Regions from separate parts of the Zea mays genome. Here region 1 is linked to region 2. Evidence: chromatin contacts called from public Hi-C data. All regions are on one chromosome and are shown on one strand. Each heading gives the region's core, a stretch centred on a gene start, on an enhancer-like site or on the middle of the called end of the contact. The rest is flanking DNA. Distances are from core to core; before and after follow the strand shown. Region 1 holds the start of LOC100383209. Region 2 holds the start of LOC100283922 (RNA binding protein).

The links. Hi-C and Micro-C count contacts between places; a contact is called where the count stands out from the background.
Region 1: a contact with region 2 is called in a Hi-C map of leaf, with 9 times the contacts expected there. The contact joins the promoter of LOC100383209 here to the promoter of LOC100283922 in region 2. A contact is called at or near these places in 3 of 25 Hi-C or Micro-C datasets (ear, leaf and tassel) and 1 of 3 datasets of contacts at active chromatin or transcription factors (leaf).

What each region holds. Positions count from the first base shown.
Region 1 is chr2:204,111,845-204,115,753 of Zm-B73-REFERENCE-NAM-5.0, reverse strand. LOC100383209 reads right to left here and starts at 2,154. Exons shown (of 22, transcript NM_001361957.1): 1 at 1,787-2,154; 2 at 1,640-1,681. The coding sequence starts at 1,795.
Region 2 is chr2:203,983,181-203,986,745 of Zm-B73-REFERENCE-NAM-5.0, reverse strand. LOC100283922 (RNA binding protein) reads left to right here and starts at 1,741. Exons shown (of 1, transcript NM_001156820.2): 1 at 1,741-2,747. The coding sequence starts at 1,816. The coding sequence ends at 2,619.

The DNA.
Region 1 (3,909 bases), core at 905-3,404, 130 kb before region 2:
GATGCACCAGATTGTTTGCCGTAGTTGACGCCCTTCTTCTTCTTGCTGCCGCCGCCGTGTCCGCCGCCGCCTGCCGGTGTCTGCTGGGGACTAGCAGAGGAGCGGCAGCCGCCCGGGCCAGAGCAGGAGGAGGTGGCGGCGAGGAGAGCTGTGGCGGCCGCCGTCTTGACCTCGTTGGCGAGGCGGAGCTCCTTGAGTTTCAGGAGGTCAAGAGCAGAGGCGAAGTCGGGAAGGACGGTGGAGTTGGCGATGTCGTCTGCGGTGTTGCTGAAGCGGGGATTGACGCCGCGGAGAAGATTGAGGACGAGCTGCGAGTCCTCGACGGGATGGCCGACGTCCCGGAGATCGGCGGCCTTCCGCTTCATGATCTCAGCGTACTCGTCGATGGAGGAGTCGCCTTGGGGCATGGAATGGAAGTCGTGGAGGTGGAGAATCGCCCGCGGGGCCTTATTGGCGCGGAACAGACCTTCGATGGCGACCCAAAGGTTGTGGGCGGTCTGGTTGTCACCGTCGACGGCGAGGCTGAGGATGGAGTCGTCGACGGAGCCGAAGATCCAGCTGCGAACGCAGCAGTCCGCTTGATCCCAGATCGGGTCTTGCGGGCGTGGGGGAGCAGAGCCGTCGATGTGGTGGCGAAGGAGGAACTTGCCGCACATCGATTTGAAGAAGGATGCCCATCGGGAGTAGTTGGAGGCCTTCATCTCCAGCTTGGTCGGTACATGAGATTGAACCGAAACCGTGGCATACGAGGGCACCATGAGCTGCTGGATGGCGCCAAGGTTGGCGCTGGCGCCTAAGGTCTGCTCAGACATGGAGGAGAGGAGGGGTGCCGGCGGCGTGAGAGGAAGCAGAGAGCAGCGGAAGGAAGGCCGGGATCGAATTGATCCTGGTCCTCTTATACCATGTAGAGAGTTGGTTTAGGGGAAAGCACCGCACACTCAATCAGGTGCGTGACTTCTCATATATATAGCCAAGTGGCCTGGTGTACAAGGATACAATCTCCTAAACTAGGAAGGTTGTCACCTATACAAGGTAAGGCTAAACTAGGAAGGCTGTCATCTATACAGGGTAAGACAGCCGGCTGTAGATATATGCCTAATATTTTTACCCAAATGAATTTTATAGAAACTGGCTAAAAAACTGAGTGTTTGGCAGTTCGCAACAGCTTTTGGTGGCCAGAAGCTGCGAAAAGCCGAAACAAACAGGCACTACGAATGATGTTATTAGCAATGCATGTGATGACCTGAACATCTCGTCAGGTCATTTTGTAGCTCCAAACCAGCAGCATTCACTGCGACAGTAGCGAGCGTTCCTGTGTGCATGTAACTCTCCACACAACTCCGGTTTGCTTTGAATTCAATCCAGGGGGTCAAAAAACACTGCTAGTGCATTTCATCAGGCGCTACTAACATATACTAGTTTGCATTACGCAACGGCTAAACAGGTTATTGATTCAGGCATATCAGAATTTTATGAGCAAACAGTTGGTGCAAAACAGTCTTGGAGGACACAGCTTGCAACAAAAGCGCAATTCAATTTAGAATGCTCGTACATCCCGACACCACTTGATAGAAGGAAAAAACGACCTGGCACCATCTATGCAAACGTGATACAAGGTGAGGTAAGTGAGGATACGAACCTTCTCCTCAGCAACCCTCTCCACCCCCTGCCCATCAGATTGCTGCACAAAACCACACCCACATCAGTCCCGCAAACATAAAGAAGGGATCCCCACGAGTAGCAGCAGCGGGGGGGCGGGTTGCTCGATCGGCATACCCTTTCTTACCTTGTCCATGCTTCAGATCAAGCCGGCGGATTGGCGCTTCTCTGTGCCTCTGTCGCCGGCAACAGAACGGGTGGAATCAGTGACGGAGGCAGACAAAAATTATAGGTAGGGCGAGTTCTAACGCCGCTCGCAAGTCGCAACTCCAGGCTCCAGCTAGCCAGCGACTGACCGCCAGCCACGGGTTGCTCCTGCTCACTCCGCGCCGACCGCGCACTCGCGTGGCCGCTGAGGGATGAGGCGCCGGGCCGCTGGTTCTGCTGCTCCTCGCGTAACTCGGGCCTCAGGCCTCCGGGCTTTGGCAGTCCGGCGGGTGGCGGGCGGAGGACGGCGGAGCGAGCAGGACGGGGTCGGGACTCGGGAGGGTAGGGTTCTGTGGGTGTTTTTTCGCCTTGTGTGGAGTTGCAAGGGGATTGGGCAGGCCGGGCCAGGTGGAGTCGCATTACAAGTGGGCTGCTTTTGTTAAATGGCTGGCATGTGGGGTCTCCAAAAAATTGGCCAAATTTACACCTGACGGGTTCTCAATTCTCATTTTACTTTTGGGGCGTCAATCTTCATGGGCCACAAAAATTTTGCGCCCCAGCGATTGGGCCCGTTCGCCATCGCCGCCGACGCCGTCGCCGATATGATCTTCGTCGCCATACTAGAGTAGAAAAAAGACAGCAGTACACTGTTTAACTTCCAGATTACGGCTAAAGCAAGGACTATCTGTTTACAATTAACCTAGGCAAATATTTTGTGACTATAAATGAAGTCACTCTATCTCCCCTCCATCGCTGTAAGCGTCATAGTGTTCTTAGATTTCATAGTATCTTCTCTCGTTTGCTCCATGTCACTATTTCTCTGTGAAAAAAAAATATGCAGGGTGATTTTGGCGCTGGTAGTGTTGTGCTTGTGCACCCATTCTCCAGGTTGAATGCAACAGAAGACGTCAATGTTCCTATCGTCTGGATTTTCTTGCACATGCACACAAAAGCCCCATGTGGATGCAGAGTGAAGCTTCGTCTAGTAAAGCAGTTCTCCACAATACATTTGCCTACCAGATCTTTTGGTTTTCCTTCGTTCCTTCCAACGGTTCCATGCCTGAAACAATCACATCACTCTTTTTAGATTGCGTAACGCACGCTGAGCATGTAAAATCATTTGGTATGACGAAACTAAAAGGCAATCATATTTTCTTGCATATAGACTACGGGGGTGTTTGAATGCACTAAAACTAATAGTTAGTGGCTAAAATTAGTTGAAACATCCAAACACCCTAGCTAATAGTTTAGCTATTAGCTGTTTTTAGAAAATTAGTTAATAGTTAAGTAGTTATTTGTTATTTAGCTAATTCAACTAACAATTTTTAACCAACTAACTATAAGTTCTGGTGCATTCAAACACCCCCTATATAAGGTTTGGGAAACTGGGATGCGGTCAACAGAGCTTATTTTTAAACCGATCAGTCTCCAATAGTAGAACACCAAAGCTATAAACATCAGACTTCACAGGGAAAATGCCCTCCATTGCATAATCAGGAGCCATATAGCCACAGTTAAGACCATTGCATTTGTGAAAGATATGAGGATGAATTGGTACCAAGTACCAACCATAGGTTAATTTTAAGTATTGGGATTAAAGTACGAGTAACTATGTCCCAACAACTCGCTTGGTATTAACATTTTCTTGATTATCACCAAAGATCCTTGCCATGCCAAATTCAGCTATCTTGGGTCTCATCTCTGCATCTAATAACACTTCAATTGTTTTCACAGGAAAAGTGTTATTGGTAAACAATAGTAGTAATGGTGGCACTTCGATTATTTTCACAGGGAAAAAAATCTCATGGGTAAACAATAATAGTAATGGTGGCACTTCAATTTGTTTTCACATGAAAAATGTTATGGGTAAATACCAAACACTGTGGGGCTTTTTAAACTTAGCGTACTTGTATGTATGTATGGAAGCGGATTGTTCATTGGATGATCGGAGAAAACTACTTGATGCTCCAGATTTCCCTAGTTGCCCTTGAGCATGACGTGGCTTGTACGCAATGCTACTGTGAAGAAATCTGCACTTTTGTTTTTTTTTCGCAGTCCCTGACGCTGTGGTTGCCCATGCCCTGATGCAGATTGGAGTACTCC
Region 2 (3,565 bases), core at 492-2,991:
AACAAGACCGGTGTCCCATCTGGCCAGCTCCGCCAGATAGGCAATGATGGCGCCCCGCGTGCCCTGTGACGACGGCGGCTCTCAGCTCCCTTACGGAAGCAGGGGGACGTCAGCAAAGACTCGACCGCTCCGACAGCTGTCCCTCCGCCAAGCTCCGTTGCTCCTCCGACAGCCATGACATCACACCAGCAGGGTGCCAAGATCTCTCCGGCTGCCACATCGGCATGTACTTAGGGCGCTAGCTCTCCCTCCGCTAGACACGTAGCACTCTGCTACACCCCCCATTGTACACCTGGATCCTCTCCTTACGACTATAAAAGGAAGGACCAGGGCCTTCTTAGAGAGGGTTGGCCGCGCGGGACCGAGGACGGGACAGGCGCTCTCTTGGGGCCGCTCGCTTCCCTCACCCGCGTGGACGCTTGTAACCCCCCTACTGCAAGCGCACCCGACCTGGGCGCGGGACGAACACGAAGGCCGCGGGATTTCCACCTCTCTCACGCCCGTCTCCGGCCACCTCGCTCTCCCCCCTTCGCGCTCGCCCACACGCTCGACCCATCTGGGCTGGGGCACGCGGCACACTCACTCGTCGGCTTAGGGACCCCCCCGGTCTCGAAACGCCGACACTTAGGCACTTGTGTTGGACACTAAATCACCAAAATACTTAGAAATGGCCCAATGACACATTTTCCTTTCAAGTTTCTAGACTAAAGTTTAGTCCATACCATATTTAATTATAGACAGATTATGAACCAATTAATTACAGTACACAATGACTGAAATGCCCCTTGCCTTGATTCCACGCCATCTCAACTGTATTGTGAAATCTTGTTTTTTTATATAGTATTATTTTTTGAAAATTAGCAGGAGTTCCATGCCATTTCCGTCTCTCTACTTTTTTCTCTTCGCTTGAACCCTCGAATTAGGGGTGGTAATGGATGACGATATCAATACTTCTTCACAAAATAGTAGGATCCTAAATAAATTTTAGTTTAAAAATAAATAAAAATAGGGTCCGATCCTAATCCAACCCTTTGATCAGATCTTTAAATCTTATAGTGTAAAATTTAGAACCTATTGTCATCCATACCTCGAATAGTCGAATGCAATACTACTGAGTTCGGTCGACGGAAGGGTTCTGTGCATGGACATGGGCATGGGCAAGGTCAACCGGTGGAAAAATGTCCATTAGTCCTTTTTAGCACCTTTTGAGGGATTATAGACTAAGGGGGTGTTTGGTTCTAGGGACTAATGTTTAGTCCCTTAATTTTATTCCTTTTAGTCTATAAATTGCTAAATATAGAAACTAAAATAAAATTTTAGTTTCTATATTTAGTAATTTTGGAACTAAAATGAAATAAAATGTAGGGACTAAACATTAGTCCCTACAAACCAAACACCCCTAAATTCATTTAGTCTATACTTTAGTTCTTCCGATGGTAAAAAAAAGACTAAACGGGACTAAAACCTAAGTCCCTCTAACTAAATAGTGCCTTACACTAACCCCACATATCATTGTGATAAGACATATGAGTATCAAATTTTAAAAGGCATGCAAATTTGGTACTCCTTCCATTTTTTTATTTGTCATGTTTTAATTTACAAATATTAGATAACGGATATCTAATACCAAAATCTCTCATCTCCCTAGTTCTGATGGGCTGCCTTGTTAACCCGTAGAGATAAAATGAAAGAAGAACCTGACCCAACAGAATAGAGCACAGCCTTAACCTGAGAAATTTCAGAATTTGGGTCACCCAAGCGGCCGAGCCGAGAACAGGGCAGAGCACGAAGCGGAAGCGCATCCGCAGGCACGACATGTCTCGCCGGCGGCGAGGAGGCTCCGACTCCGACGGCGAGGACAACAGCTTCCTCTACCGCTACCCGCTCCCCTCCGCCGCCGCCTCAGCAGGCGTCTCAGCGGGAGGCAGCGGCAAGCCCCGGGGCGGGGGCTCGGGCGGCCTCGCGCCGTCCAAATCCACAGTCTACGTGTCCAACCTGGACTTCTCGCTCACCAACTCCGACATCCACCTCCTCTTCTCCCGATTCGGACGCGTCGCGCGCGTCACCGTCCTCAAGGACCGTGAATCCCGCCGCAGCCGCGGCGTCGCCTTCGTCCTCTTCGTCCTCCGGGAGGACGCCGCGGCCGCGGCCGCCGAGATGCACGGCAAGGTGCTCAACGGGCGCACGCTCTCCGCCTCCATCGCCGACGACAACGGCCGCGCCGCGGAGTTCATCCGACGCCGCGTGTATCGGGACAAGTCACGGTGCTACGAGTGCGGCGAGGAGGGCCACCTCTCCTACGAGTGCCCCCGCAACCAGCTCGGGCCCCGCGAGAGGCCCGCACCGTCTAAGAAGTCGCGCCGCGGTGGTGGTAGTGGTGGGGGCACTGGCGGGCGTGGGCGCGGTCGCGGGGGAGAGGCTGATTGGCATTCAGATGACGATGAAGATGCCGCTGCCGCCGCCGCGTTCGAGGACGACAGGTGGGCGTCGGTGGTGGATACGAGGGGAGAGGAGGAGAAGTCGGCTGGCAAGGAAGAGGGAAAAAAAAAGGGAAAGGCGGCGAGGAAGGAGAAGAGGAAAGGCTACTTCAGCGACGAGAGTGATGAGGACGAGGACTAAGCTTCAGTGTATCCTGCTAATGTTGTTGTGTTTTAACAATAGATCTAACGTTAGTTACGTGATCAACAGCTTTGTGTATGAATGCTAGCTTTTTAAATTTCAGAAGTTATGGCTGATTACTTGTTACAGACTTCGTCTTGTCACTGTACTGTTTTCTTGATTATTAAGCTTATTATCCGTCCGAACAATATCCCTGCTTTGGCTATTATGACTTGTTGATAAAATGGCCATTCAGAAAAGAAATAGTTAATCATTTAGGTCAAATATAACCAAATGCTTTTCAGAACTGTTGGTCATCATTCTTATATCGTCAGTGCTGTACTGCTCAACAAGCTACTAAAAGCAAAAATAGTGTACTGCGCTATTTTTGCTTTTAGTAGCTTGTTGCTAGCTGTGGCCTGTGGATGCTTACTGCTTGGTTCTCAATTACTTCTCGTATATCAGTAGGTTTTTATTTATTTTATCTCTTCTGATTAAATCTTCATATACCATTAAGATGCTTATTGCAATGAATCACTGTGCCTACCACCGAGACTGAAGAGGACACAAAGGCAGTATATGGTGCCCAACCTTTGCTTAACTTATGCATTTTAACTATTCCCAAAACAACCCAATTCTTTAGCACATCATTTTCTGTTAGTTCATTTAACAAATTGACCATATTCGTTCAGAGTTCTTATTAACAACAACAACAAAAGCCTTTAGTTCTCACTTTTCAACATGTGGTGAAAATATTGTGTTCTGATACCCTGTGTTTCTGTTGCAAGTTCTTGCTTTTTGTAGTGGATCACAGGACTGTTTCACTTTTTTTATGCATATAGGTACTTAAATTGATAGCTCAAAAAAGAGACAAAAACATCTCCATCTTGAGAGTTGAAACATTGTTAAATTTTGTAATGTTCAGGCTATAAGGTCCACAGTATGCAGCTAAGCATGTCATTTCTTT